Regions from separate parts of the Zea mays genome. Here region 2 is linked to region 1. A link is a contact called in public Hi-C data. All regions are on one chromosome and are shown on one strand. Each heading gives the region's core, a stretch centred on a gene start, on an enhancer-like site or on the middle of the called end of the contact. The rest is flanking DNA. Distances are from core to core; before and after follow the strand shown. Region 1 holds the start of LOC100284450 (disulfide oxidoreductase/ monooxygenase). Region 2 holds the start of LOC100278787.

The links. Hi-C and Micro-C count contacts between places; a contact is called where the count stands out from the background.
Region 2: a contact with region 1 is called in a Hi-C map of leaf, with 7 times the contacts expected there. The contact joins the promoter of LOC100278787 here to the promoter of LOC100284450 in region 1. A contact is called at or near these places in 13 of 25 Hi-C or Micro-C datasets (bundle sheath, ear, endosperm and 4 more) and 2 of 3 datasets of contacts at active chromatin or transcription factors (leaf and seedling).

What each region holds. Positions count from the first base shown.
Region 1 is chr1:90,131,444-90,138,753 of Zm-B73-REFERENCE-NAM-5.0, forward strand. It overlaps LOC100284450 (disulfide oxidoreductase/ monooxygenase), which reads right to left and starts at 4,006. Exons shown (of 7, transcript NM_001157345.2): 1 at 3,171-4,006; 2 at 2,861-2,931; 3 at 2,633-2,785; 4 at 2,440-2,522; 5 at 2,197-2,332; 6 at 1,924-2,097; 7 at 1,448-1,797. The coding sequence starts at 3,696. The coding sequence ends at 1,618. It overlaps LOC100384410 (putative xyloglucan galactosyltransferase GT19), which reads left to right. Exons shown (of 1, transcript NM_001176952.2): 1 at 1-696. The coding sequence ends at 511. TRNAG-GCC (transfer RNA glycine (anticodon GCC)) reads left to right here and starts at 962; the gene lies at 962-1,032. It overlaps TRNAG-GCC (transfer RNA glycine (anticodon GCC)), which reads left to right and starts at 1,292; the gene lies at 1,292-1,362.
Region 2 is chr1:90,299,534-90,306,843 of Zm-B73-REFERENCE-NAM-5.0, forward strand. LOC100278787 reads left to right here and starts at 3,457. Exons shown (of 4, transcript NM_001151950.2): 1 at 3,457-3,821; 2 at 4,134-4,223; 3 at 4,310-4,637; 4 at 5,745-7,310. The coding sequence starts at 4,134. The coding sequence ends at 6,892.

The sequences.
Region 1 (7,310 bases), core at 2,756-5,255:
CGTCGACTGCTCCGGCGGCAAATGCGCGCACGAACCGGTCCGGTACATGCGCCCCATGCTGCGGTCCAAGTTCTGCCTGCAGCCGCCGGGGGACACGCCGACGCGGCGCTCGACGTTCGACGCCATCCTCGCCGGCTGCGTGCCCGTGTTCTTCGAGGACCTCGCGGCGCGGAGGCAGTACGGGTGGCACCTGCCCCCGGTGCGGTACGATGAGTTCTCGGTGCACATGCCCAAGGAGGCCGTGGTGTTCGGCGGGGTCCGAATCGTCGAGACGCTCGAGGCCGTGCCGGAGGAAGAGGTGCGGAGGATGCGGCAGCGCGTGCTGGAGGTGGCGCCGAGGGTGGTGTACCGGCGGCACGGGAGCACGCCCGAGCTGAGAGAGGCCGTGAAGGATGCCGTCGACCTCGCTGTGGATGGCGTGCTGCAGAGGATTCGGTGGCGGACGCGTGCACTGGAGGACGGACCGCCGGAGAGGATTTACGCGCAAGAGGAGGACAGCGTCGACAGATAGAGGATGAGGACCATTCCCTTCGGCTGCAACAGGACATCCACATCCAATAGTGAAATACAGTGTGTACATGTTGCTGTTGTAGTGGAGAAATGAGATTTGTGTTCAGTGTAACTGCAGTAGTTTAGTATGGTGCGAACTTGTTGGCTTCTTCGTGGTGAATCCGTGAATGGCATTTCGAACAGTCCATACCTCACCCAAGGAGCCATGACACGAAATCATTTTTGAACCATGAATGGAACGAAGTCACTTTGGAACTAAGAACGAAATGAAATAATGCAGCATCAGGAAACGCATACAGAACGAAAGAGACGAGGCTGTGTCGTTGCAAATAATGTTGAGATATAGATGGCATTGCCATTGTGTTACCGTACTATGTAGGTATAATGAAGCATTATCAACATGTATTGATGAACAGATAATTAAAACTAATTTAAAAGCAACAACACAAAAGCACCAGTGGTCTAGTGGTAGAATAGTACCCTGCCACGGTACAGACCCGGGTTCGATTCCCGGCTGGTGCAATTTTTAATTTTTTTTATTTCGTTTGCTTTTTCCCATTATTTTTTTAATCATTGTTGTTAATTGATGACCAATCCACAGTTTACTACAAGATTGTTTACTACCAGAACAGTCTCATATATATACATCGATCGAATGATCGATGAAATGCTAACCCAGAAGTGTATCCAATCCACATCACATAAAATAGTTGAATGGTTATTCATATTTGCATATTGCAGTTCAGATCAGCTTTGGGTATTTAAAAGCAATATCACAAAAGCACCAGTGGTCTAGTGGTAGAATAGTACCCTGCCACGGTACAGACCCGGGTTCGATTCCCGGCTGGTGCAATTTTTTATTTCGTTTGCGTTTTCCCATTATTTTTTTAATCATTATTGTTAATTGATGACCAATCCACAGTTTACTACAAGATTGTTTACTACCAGAACAGTCTCATATATATACATCGATGAAATGCTAACCCAGAAGTGTATCCAATCCACATCACATAAAATAGTTAAATGGTTATTCATATTTGCATATTGCAGTTGAGATCAGCCTCGGGTATGCCGAAAGAATATGGGATGAGAATAGTAAGAAAGAATTTACAAGAATTTCTTGAAGTATTCATTTGCTTCGGCCACCAGATGCTCGTCATCCCATTCATCACGGTAACTCTCAGGACGAGCTGCCTTGTTCATTGAAGTTACAGCATACATCTGCTTCCTCCATTCTTCGACTGGTGGATGGCCACATTGCTCAGCGAGCCAATCATCATACTCAAACTGCACATAAAGATATGCATATATACGACGAAAAATTCAGTTGTATCAACAGTGAAAACTTAATATTAGACGACTGCGGTCAGCTGATAAATCTTAACTAAGTATTGACAGACATCTCCAGGCTACCTGGTAATTTGCAAAATTATGTGTGTATCTCTTAGGCCATCCATGTGCTTCTAGTTTCAAATAGAAAGCCTTCACATCTTCCATCATCCTGTCTTCGGATGGAAGATTAATCCGTCCTGATAGAACTCTAGCAACCCACTTACTTTGGAGTTCAAACAGTGGGAAGGGGATAACCTGGAAAGAACAGAGGTTGGAATGTTCAAGATCTTTGAGCTTCACAGGGTAGGTTACAGGTGCATCTTAACTGGGGCATCAATTTGCAGCAAAACTGACTTTCCAAGGCAATCCGATGAAGGACAAATGAGGTGCCACTTCGGGTGGAAAAATATGCTTGTATAGTGGATCGACACGGTTGTCGTCCACGGTGATAGTGCTGTCATCTCCAAGGAATGGAAAGTCATACAGGTAGCTAGGCAACATACAAATGCAAGAAGCACATTATCAGATTCCAAATTAACGCAAAATGGCATGCTTTTGTAGGAAACGGGATGCAAGTGATACTGCAGATCACTATACCCAGTGCAGTGCATGATAACATCAGCTTTGATTGAGCTGCCATCCTGGAACACCACAGTGCCATCCTCCTGCGCATGGTCAATCTGCAGCCCGAGCATTAGATTCGCCACAACACTAACTGTGGCAGCTCCTCCAGTAGATAAAAGCTTCCATATCTTGATTCACCAGGATAAACTCATAAAAGGTAGTTTACCATGGAATGAAGCCACAGATTATCATAGCCAGGCTGCTTGTTACAGGTGGAAGCCGGTGCTGATCTATCAGCAATATGTACCTCTTCCGCCATGCTTGCGATGTCTCTCGAAATGTCAACTGCACTTGCCGAGGCCCCAATTATGATCACTACCTGTGGTTGCAAATATAGTCTTCGTTAACCACGGGAATGCATAATGGGAGCATACATCACTGGGAGGAAACACACTTGATCAAGGAATGGCTCCGGCACACGGTAATTGTGGCTATGCATCTGCTTCCCTGGCCAAGCATCTACCCCTGTCGAAGTTCGGTAAGTGTAAGAATTGATCACTGAAGGTAAAGATCATCTGGAAGTTGCAATGGCTATGAATTGTTATAGATTACTATCCACTTTCATGGATGGTCCAAACATTGCAAGCACGCACAGGAAGAGGTTGCCGTGGAGGAGTCACAGGTCAGGCAGTTCATTCCAGATCCTATCCGTGCTTAGAAGCTCAAATTAACGCGATCACAGGTTATATTTGTGGCAAAATTACCGGGAATGACGGCGAGGCGTGGCTCCGTGTAGTGACCATTGCAGACCACGACGGCATCATAGAACTCCTCCTCGCCGCTCCCCTTATCCCCGAGCTTCCTCGACGTCACAGCCCACCTCCCTCCGTCTTCCCTCCTCACACTGAGCACCTCCGTCTCGAAGCGGACGAGCCGGAGCAGGTCGAACCGGCGCGCGAACGCCTCCAGGTAGCGGAGCACCTCCTCGTGCCCGGGAAACCGGCGGGGGTCTCGGGAGCCCGCGGCGCCAGCGGCGAAGGGGAAGTCGAGGAAGCCCATGGTCTCGCGTGGCAGGTTGGTGCGGAGCGATGCGTAGAGGCTGGAATGCGTCGCCGCGGCGCCGAGCGGGTCGGAGGACGTGGCGGGAGGCGTGTAGAGCCAAGTGCCCCCAACGGCGGCGGCGCGCTCGAAGACGACGGGCGCATGGCCCTCGCGGCGTAGCTCGCGGGCGGCAACCAGGCCCGCCGCGCCCGCGCCGACGACGGCGAGGCGGAGGGAAGCCGACGGCATGGAGGGAGGTGGAGCGGGCAGCGGAGACAGGAGAGCCGTGTGGAGTTTGTGATGTTGGAACGAGCGGGCCTACCTTCTCGGCTTCTACTGCCAGTTATTCGTCGTGGAGTTTGTGATGTTGGCTTCTCCTCCCTGGAAGACGTCACGGCAACATCGCCAACCGCGGGCGGGGGCGCGGGGCGGCTGATTGCGTGGTGTGCCTAGGGCCCGTCTCGTCCTCCGGTGGGTGCGACGATCTTCTCTACAGTATTCTTCTGTCTGTTCGGCGTTGTCCGCCGCCACTGGAGGAATGAAGCCTGCACCTGTACTGTACTGTAGCCAGCCCAGCAACAACATTCCATTCTTGGGTCTGATGCCGAATGAAGCCCGCACCGGAGGAATGATACCATTTTTATTCTAGGAGACTGATGATCAATGGATAATAAATTCGAAATTTCTCTTACATTGATTTGAGTAGTTAGCTAGACAAGATAAGAGAATAATTAGTATTTTGCCACTTAAAATGTTGTCTCCTTATTATAATTATCACTGTGTCTGTAAATTATGGATCATCTGAGTCTGATGGTAAATATATGAACTCCTTTCTTTGTAATGGTAAATATCCAATTCAATCGTAAGTCTGAAATTCTAGTCTTGGGGGTCTAATGTTGAAGAGCAGCCGAGAATTGTTAATCTGTTAAACTGTCAAGTTGGGGATTCTGACAGACATATAGAGAAGTTACAGATAAAATGGGAATAAATTACAACCTTGGGAAGCGGAAATCCATGACATCAGGAGGGTAGATTGATTTTAACTATAACAGTACATCTTTGAGCAGCTTCCTATCTATACAATGAGAACGTACACGTTAAAAGGTGTCTCCCAACAAATGGATTCAGTTAGATCTAAGTTTTTGAGCTAATAATTAGGAGGGTGTTTGGTTTCTAGTGACTAGTTTTTAGTCCATCAATTTTATTTTATTTTAGTCTCTAAAGTACTAAATACGAAAACTAAAATAGAGTTTTAGTTTCCGCATTTAGCAATTTAAACATTAAAATAGAATAAAATGGAGAGACAAAAATTAGTCTCTAGAAACCAAACACCATTTTAATCTAAATATCACATGGCCAAGTCCAAGTGGGAGACCATGTCTATACCCATAGACCATGGGGATTTAGGTATCTTGAATGCAAGATTGATGAATGATGCATATTTCTAGATAACTAGGTAGGACGTTACTGAAAGCTGACAAGGATGAGTTGTGTCTTAGCCTGCTGCAAAAGAAATATCTAAAAAGAAAATCCTTAAAACAATGTGAATTCAATAATGGATCCAATTTTTGGAAAGAGTTGCTGGAAACAAGCGGGATTGTGAATTGGGGGCTTACTGTTTAAGTTAATAATGGCAATAATACTTTATTTTGGGAGGACATCTAGGTGCTAAATATTCCTTTGAAGCTAGACTTCTGTCACACCCAGATTTTAGGGGTCAAAAACTCGGGCGCGAACATAAACACCAGGTGTGCTGGGACCAAGTCTCACACATATGATGCATAGTGGCACAGGATCGAATGTCACATCTTTACTATATAATAAGATTTCTATACAAAATAAATAAATAATTACATTATAAGGAGACAACGGTCCAGCAACCCAAAGTTGACTGGGAGACGACGACCTAGACCTCTCACGAACACATCGCAGCATCCTCCATGCGCCTCATCCTGGGGTACCTGTTCTTGACCTGTGGGGGGGTGTGAGACAGCAAGAGTGAGCTCACATACGTTCATCGCTCAACAAGTTGTGGGGAATAATGTGCATGAACTCGCCAAAGGCGGGAGCTCACGTGAAGTGTAAGGCTTACCAAAGAGGATGGTTAGAGCTGAGCATTGCTTTTAAAGTTGGTCAAAATTTTATTAGCAGTTACTAAGTGTAAGTAAATACCAACCCAATTAAGTAGTAGAACAAAAGTAACAACATCACCTGCAATGCAATGCATATGACAAATTGAATTTAAGTTCCATAATTTAATCATCAGAGAGTCCTGAGCTGCTCATGACCGTGAGCTCGGCTAGTATACCAGTTTTACACTCTGCAGAGGTGGTACCCTTTACCCACAAGTCATGTTACCCATCTGCCAAGGGATCGCGACTTCCCATACACCTCTACCGAGGAGGCGAGGCAGGGTAACACTACGAGGCCTTTACAAAGTTCCACTAGCTTCAGAAAACCCGCTACAGTTTATAGGAAGCTCCAATGCAGGAATCCCTTGCAGGACCGCCATCACAGCAAAATCCTCCCGAGGGCCTCCCTACACTGACCACTCCCCTACTGCCCTTGCCCCTTTCGGGTAAGGTAGTCCTCCACTAGCTTTCCTAATTAATCAGCCAAGGGCGTCCATAAACCCTTGTGGTGGCACGTGTTTCTCAAGTTAAGCTCTATGTTCCAATTAACATTTAATGATCTTGTCATGAACATAAATAAAATAACAACATAATTGGAACATAGATATAATGAAATATTAACCCAAAACCATATAAAGCTGTAGCAGAACTACCCAAGTGATTCAGGGGTTAAACAAGGTATTCAGGATAAACAAACTAGGGTACCCTATTAGGTCCCATCAAAATTAACCTATGCAGATCATTATGATTAATTAGAACATGAGTGGGTAAAAGAAGTGATCAAGGGCACAAATTGCCTGGCACTTGAGATTCCAGGTGACAGGATGAACTTCGGGTGACTCGCAACCGCACTGCTAATCGTAGCAATACAAACAAACATGGTATATACAAAATTAACATCACACCAAACATAAGTACAAACTGAATAATAATGATCTACGTGTTTCTACGAGACTAACGCAACTTGAACGGATCAAATCGGAGTTAAAACGAAGGAGTTATGAATTTCTAATGATTTTATGTGTTTTGTACAAGATTAGATTAGAAAATAGATTTTAAATTGGCTTTCATGTCAAATCAGAGGTACTATGTGATAAACAATAATATTATAGAATTATAGAAATTGGAACGGGCTCATCTAGACTTAATATGAATTTTCTATGGATTTAACAAGAGTTTGGAATTGTTTTTATATAAGAAATTCATTTTATAACTCATTTTCTCTGATTTCCCATTTCCCTGGACTGCTCCTCAAATAACAGTTAAGACAAGGACCTCTGCGCAAGAATTCCCGTGACTCAGTGCCCACAGCGCAGGACTGCGGGTTAATTCCGTAAAACTGAAGGGGTTCTTTTAAAAGACTTCCAGGGCGAAGGGGTATCAGTAGTTCTGAGCCGTTGGATCAAAATCAAGGGCTAGGATTAGATCGGCCAAACACTGAACCAGTTGGTTTTCTGGGCCACCGGATTGAGGATCGATGGTCTTGATTTAAAGTACTGAGATCTAATTCTGACCCTACGATTGCCATCGGATGGCCTCGGACTTCCCGACCCAAGGGAAAATTCAGATTCAATCCCGGTCGTTCGCTCCGATCTAACGGTCAACCGACCGTCATCAATCCTGACGCAGACCCGAGCGCCGCTCTCCCAGGGATGGCAGCGTGGTGCTCCGGCGAGCAGTGCCCTCCCCGCCACGGTGACCGACTCGCGACATGATGTGCTGCTACACGAA
Region 2 (7,310 bases), core at 2,207-4,706, 170 kb after region 1:
AGCACCAGTTTCACTCCCCCACATTTAAATGGTAAAAAAGTTAAAATTATGCATACTCTAACTGTGATTGTTGGATCCAAACCCACATTCACACCCACTTAACTAACATAATATATTTGTGTTTTATACTTTATACTCAAGCATAAATGAAAATCATAGCGACCTGCGAACACCTTTTTAATATGCGAGTATGTGACACTTCATAATTTGTTCTGTTATAGATAAAAAGAGGATGATGGACCTGGCACCTTGGATCTTTAGTTAGAAATATTACGAGCGTGTTTGGTATAAAGTAAAAAGAGCACTGATGTTTCTTAAGCTTTGGCTTAACAAAAACGCAGGAGGTGACAATTTTCGTTGAGCCAAGCTTGTGCTACTGGCCGGTGGCCATCGGGAAAAATCTCGTGACCTTCTGAAATTGTGTGGCGACTAGCGTCTCTGGTGGCTATGCTTCGTTGCTGCTATATTTCGCAACGCTATGGCTAGTAATCTTACATAGTTACATATGATTCTGCAAAATATTGTTAGAATTTAAAATAGAAGATGAGATACATAATACTACTTGAGGGCGTAGACGTCTCCATCGTTGGCGGTGGAGGTAGAGGGACCGGGACCAAGAAGCGTCGGGAGGGGGCGCGACGCAGTCGCCGCTGTGGATCTAGGTGGTGTGCATGCTCGCAGATCGAAGCGCCAAAGCGAGAGATGCTCGATAATTGTCCCAGCGGGGACCTCTAGCCTTCTGAATCTCGTAATTCATGCGCTGAAACAAGGTACCCTTCCTCCATGCTGGTTGCTATTCAACCAATGCTCTGTTTCGATGTCGATATTGGAGGACATGGAATTAAATTGGGTTCAATACCAAATCAGCCATAGTATTGAAATGAGATGTAATTCTAATGTTATTGTTTGGATGTCACTGAATTGGAGTTTGGAATTGTGTGGTTCAATTCCACAAAATACAGAGGGGTGATGCTATGTATTGAGAGAGTGAGTTTATAGTTATAGTCCAATTCCAGGGAATTGAGTCTTTGATTCCAAATCTCAATTCCATGTGCAACTAAACAATATACTTCTAGAAATCTAATTCCAATTCCTAATTTCGTGCTCCAATATTGTTGGAGGTCTTCTTCTCCGCCGAAGGTCCTCAAGACAAAGGTATCATTGGCAAAGTAATTTTGAGGTCTCTCTCTGTCTCTCTCTGTCGAAGATCCTCGAGACGAAGATACTGTTTGGAAGCAACGATGACGAATACCGAAGCTACCACCGAAGGACAACAACTTCGCCTTAAAATGATGCCGAATATCAAACATGGAGCCAAGCCAAAGAGGAAAAGGCTAGTTAGTCCCTAGTGATTTTTGTTACGATTATGGACAAGTGTTAAGGTCATAATTGTACTTTTACCCGGGCTGCGTCCCGTGCCTATAAATAGGTGAATAGTACTCCCGTACTTTTCACGCTGAATTGTAATCACTATCGCATCTACACCTTCGAACAAGCCGAAGGTATCAATGTAATATAAATTTGTTAATGATCATGTGCATATTATGAAATACATATGTGTAAGAGGCAATAGATTGCATTCATTATCTTTATGCATTCTTATTTTCATGAATCATGAAGGCATGTCCTTCATGACCTTCATCAGAAGATTATTATATCCGAGAGGAGATAATACTTCGGAGGACGAAGGTCCTTAATCTTTAACAATTGTGTTGTCTTGTTCTTGATTCACAACATTTGAGAACAAGGGACCAACAAATATATATATATATATATATATCCAAACGAGGTACAGGCAGGGGCAACGGAAAGGGGGCAAAGTGGGCCATGGCCCCCCTCAAATTTTATAACCTTTTAGATCTCCTTTGGGACAAAGAAAAAGTGGAGGAATTTTAGAGTATTAAATTCCTATAGAAAATTTTTCTATAAAGACCTTTAGAACAAAGGATTGAGGTCATGCAAATCCTATAAAAATTCCTATGGAATAACCTATTGTAGTGTGATTTTGAAGGATTTCTAACTTGACGTCCAACCTCTTCGAGATTTTTTTGTGTGTCTATCTCTTTCCTCTAATTGTTGTGTTCTTTCTATATTGCATCCAAAATGCTCTATTAGAAGTTTTCGCATTTTTAATTCCTATAGAATTGCAAGTGTTAAGCAATTTATTCCTACACATTTTTCTTGTTCCTACATTTCACCAATCTTGTATTCCAAAGGGGGTATGAGGTTCATTTACTGTTATGTATAGAAAAAATCAAAATTTTGGGTGGGCTAATACAGTCCTATTATAGGCCTTCTCGTCGAATTGGTTTAGTCCTCCTAACATCCGTCCTCCTCCTCAGCCTAGTTTTTGCATCTATTCATTCGGTCTCATTCTTCTAGACGCTGCTCGAGCCAGTATGCCCTAACGCCCCTTTCCCGACGTCACACGATGCGATGTCGCCCAATCACGCTCCCTTCCCGGTGTCCTTATCCCGCTCGCCATCATCGCGACGCCGGTCCACCCAACATGTCCGATCTTGTATCATGTATTGATATAAAATTTAAATTACATAATACTAGTTTTTTACTGTCTTATTTGATTTTGTCATATGTTTTTTGCATCGATGAATTCTCGTACTACGTCCGGCACTGGGTACAAGTAAAATTGTGTGCATTGGCTTTTTATTTAGAGAAGCACGAAAGTGTAGGAGTAGACGTGTAGGAAAAGGGAGAAGATCAGTGCCACCTCCATGGATATACAACAGCATGGTCATCCTATCACCAAAGAAAGGCAACCAAAACAATAATTTCGCAATCAAGGCCATCCTTTCACCAAAGACAGGCAACCAAACAGTAACAATTTTGCCACCAAGCAATTGCCGGTTGCATTACTTAACACTGGCTTGGGCTGACCTCGTCAGAGATCGTCTACTTCGTGAAGCAACGGGAGGTGAGGGAACAAAACACGAGGGGCTTTTTTGGGGGCAAAGCATCCCCGCCCCGCCCTAGAAATTGTTCAGATAGTACACTTCCCGTATTCCCCCTATGCCAGCCTTTGCTGTCCTCCGCCACTTGATTATTATTTCTGTTGCTTTTCTATTGTATACTCCTGCCGGGTAGTACCATGTATTTGCTGCAGTGGACCATACCATCAGCCATCACTGTCAGTGTTGGAGGCACATCCAACCAACCAAACAAATAACTGAACTCGAGATATCTCCGTGGGTTTTTATTTTTATTTTCGAACACTGGTTAGATATTGACGGCAAAATTACATTGAGACAAAAAAAAATGGACTCCTTGATGCAAAAATTATCATTTTTTTAATTGGTCGATGACTGAACTCTAGTGGCTTTTCGGAACGCAGATCATCCGTACACGTGTTTTAATACAAAATACAAGTAACAACCAACAGCACCTACTTTCTCCTCCGGAACTGTGTGATTAAAGTGGCAGATTTGACGCATCTCCGTCCCCAAGCCCACCTCGCTCCTTGCATGCATATGCAGCAGCAGTCACAGGTAAGCAGATCCCCTAGAGAAGATTAGACTAACGAGAGGTATCAATCCCTATCTCCATCCCCATCTCCCACTACCCATGCGGCCATGCATCAGTAAATCAAAATCATAGCAGGTGAAAAAAAAGAGAGCATGTGAGCCGAGAGAGAAACAGGAAAGGAGCAGGAAAAAAAAAGAGAGAGAGAAGAAGCCGCAGGGGCTGGCCTGACGGTACGGACAGCCGCCTGCCTCCAGCAGTATCCAGCCGCGAAAGAATTGAGAAGATCCAGACCGAGCTCGACGAGGGGAGGCGCGACAAAGAAGTATCGCCGCCACGGAAAGGTTTCCTTTTTTCCCCCCTGTTTATTATGCGCCATAATCCTTTCTTTTTATGCCTTCCTGTTTTTCCGTATATACTAGAGCTTTTCCCGTTGCTTCGGTAGCTAAAGGAGTGGTTGTTCTCCACGGGGACAACAGAAAAATGATATGGAGATTTGGTTGCTTGTCCAATTAAGGTTGGTTTCTTGTTTATGGTTGTATAAGCCCGTTGAGTTAGGGTTAACAGCTTGGGTGAAATTGGACTGTAAGGTTACTTTGGGTGGCGACGAACGTGAATGCGATGTGATATCTTTTATTTTATTTTTTTTTTTGCAGATGGAGGATCTGAAGAAGTTTTATCCTTCTTTCTGGAAGCAATCTAGCAGTTCACGAAGTAGCCTGCACTCGATCCGTGAGCATAAGCTGGTGAGAGGAACAGCTAGATTTCTTTTCTCTCCCATGTAAGATAGTCTAAATTTGTCTTGCTAAAGAAGGATTTTTTGGTGCCCCAGATGGATTTGGGTTCGAGGCGCAATCAAACCCAAGAAGTTTCCACCAATTTCAATAAACGCAAACCGTTCTCCGAATCTGTGGAACTGACTTCAGATGTTAGGACTTCAGTTTGGAGAAAATCCGATGCTTATCACGGAGTGATTGACTTGGAGAAGCCATCGATTTCTGGTGATGCGATTGAAGCTATTGGTTGTTCTGGCTTTGGCAACCCTGCCAACCAAAATGGCAAGTCTCAGGATGGTTCATGCTGTATTTCACCAGAGAACACCTCACTTGCAGAGTCGCTTCAGTCGTGTAGAGACTGGAACATATCGCGTGTAAGCGTTGGTGAGTCTCTATTCAACCTTGCATCCTGTGCTAACATGTTTCAGAGCTACTTATGCAAACAGGTTGTTGTCATCTTGTATGACCTATTTTTTGACTGTACCTGTTGCATATGTGTCTATAAGTTGAACCTTTGATGAATAAAGGCTATAGTGCTCAATTAATGACAAAGAGGATGATATTGCCACATTGTTTGTCACAGCCATAAGTTACATAAATAGCTAAAAGTTGTTATGTACTCCCTCTGTTCTTTTTTATTTGTCGCATTTTAGTTCAAAAGTGAGCTAGCGGATGACAAATATTCAAGAACGGAGGTAATATATGCTAACTTTTTGTAACTTAGAGGGTGTTTGGTTTCTAATGACTAATTTTTAGTCCCTCCATTTTATTTCATTTTAGTCCCTAAATTGTCAAATACAGAAACTAAAATAGAGGCCGGAAACAGTTCCATTTTCTGAAAAAAAAACTGCTAACTATTTGCAGCAATTGAGTTTTGGAGAACAAGATCGATGTCATTTTACTAGTTTGGTGAAATATTTTTTTTCTTAGGAGACCTTCGTATCATTATATTAATAAGAGGAATAAATATTTTACAATATTTCACAGAAAGGAGAAACAGCTTTGTTACAACAATGTGATCTTTCTCAATGCTATCCATGTCTGCATTCAAATATTTTCTGTGTTTTTTAGGGAGGTTTTGTTGCTAGCCAGCTCTACTGGGATTATTACAATGCAAAGTCTAGTTTAGGACAAGTCATAAACATGGATGACATATCTGTTGCTCTAATATCTATGTCTGCTAACTGAAATTTATAAACTTCTATGTTAATAATTCACATGAGAGTTCCAAGTTCTGCAAGTCTGTATATTCCCATTGTAGCATCATTCGTGCTTTAGAGCTTTAGTTAATATTAGACATGCCATGAATTGAGCATGACCACAAGTCCAAGATCACAATGTGATTATTTGAACATTTTTCAGGTTTTATTTCCCTTACTTTATTCTTGTATGTGATGCTTTGTTCATTGCAAGCTAAATCATAATCCAACAAGGCAACAAGATGGCCTGCTCATAGAGCTTCATGACTATTCTAACCTTGTTCATTTTCAGGTTCAGTTGGATCTAGTGACACTCCGGATTGCCAGTCCCCTATCAAAACAAGTAACAATGAAGCAAGACATTCACTGTTTGACCTGAATGTTCCTCAAGAAGAAAGTCTTTTTATGTCTTCTACTCTGGTTCCTTCTTCTTCAACGTATTGTGGAATTTTTTCAGACAACCGTAGAGAAACTTCTGAGAAAGAGCATATCGCTGGTATCAGATCAATGAAAGGATCTTCCATCACTGTGGTCACCCCCAACTCAGTTGCAGACAGTTCAAGGGATGTGGTAACTGAATCGCCAGTTCAACCGAAGTTTCTTTTTGACCTTAATGTGTCACTTGAAAACACCGACATGCCATCAGAAATCTGTGATTATAGAGATAAGGATGTAAATAATGATGTAAGTAAAGGAACAGCACCCCGTCGTTCTTTCTCCAATAAAGATAGTCTGCATGCAGAAACTTCCACAAAACATGCGGTTCTTGGACATGATCATATGTTGGCGCACGAGGATGATAGTAAGGTGCTTCTCACATCCCCAACAGCTAATGGTATCAATAAGGTTCAGTTGACACAGTCTGGAACCATTAACAAGGAGTTTTTGATCCCTGGATCTCCTCTTGTTGATACAAGTTTCCCTCCAAGACTTGAGATATCCGACAATGGAGCATCGAATATTCAAGAGTTAAGCATGCTTCAAGACAAGGTCGATGGTGATGGCACAACAGCTGATACTGCAGCTAGAACCCTTCTTTCCATTTTCCAGCATAGTTCTGAACGCATTGCTCATTGCTTTGGAAGCAGCAACCAGACAGCAGCTCAGAACGTGAACGATGAGCCTCAGCCTTCATTGGACTCGTTCGAGCAAACCGTGTTGAACTTAGAGGAGATCCAAGATGACGGTCAATCGATCAATGTGGCACCACCCTATATCGAAGGACCAGCATGTCGGATCAAGCTAAAGAGAGGGAGGGGTATGAGAAATTTTCAGAGGGAGATCATTCCTGGCCTCCTTCTAGGGAGGCAAGAGATATGCGAGGACTTGGAAGTTATAGGCTATGCGCCAAAGAAAGCTCGGTCCAGGAAACCCCGCAAGGGTCCAGGCGCATCCTCAGCTCAACCGAGGCCGTGCAAACGTGGAGCTGTCAAGCGCTGACCAGGAGCATCTGCATTCCGTGGCAGGGTGCCATAAGGCAGGCGATTCAGAACAGGAGAGTCCATTCTAAACCATGTGAATATTCGTGTGTATCAAGCCTAGCTTCAAACTCTGGTTTGCTGGTGACCATTTAGTTGGGGATATTCTTTCCTTTCCCCTCTTGTTATATCTTTCCTGGAGTGATCAGGTTGTTAGATTCAAGATTTTTTTTTTTTGCCTTTATATTTGAAAGTCTAGCGGCGAAGACAGTCATAGTGCCACAATGATCAGTCTCGAAATTCCAGGCTTAGATCAGAGTCGACGAAGAAGGCAAGATGGTTGTTCCTGATGATAACCTAGCACTTTCTATCTTGGGTTATACCTTGGATTAATGCGAAAACAGTATACTTGCTTAGATTAAATTTATCTGGGCCTGTTG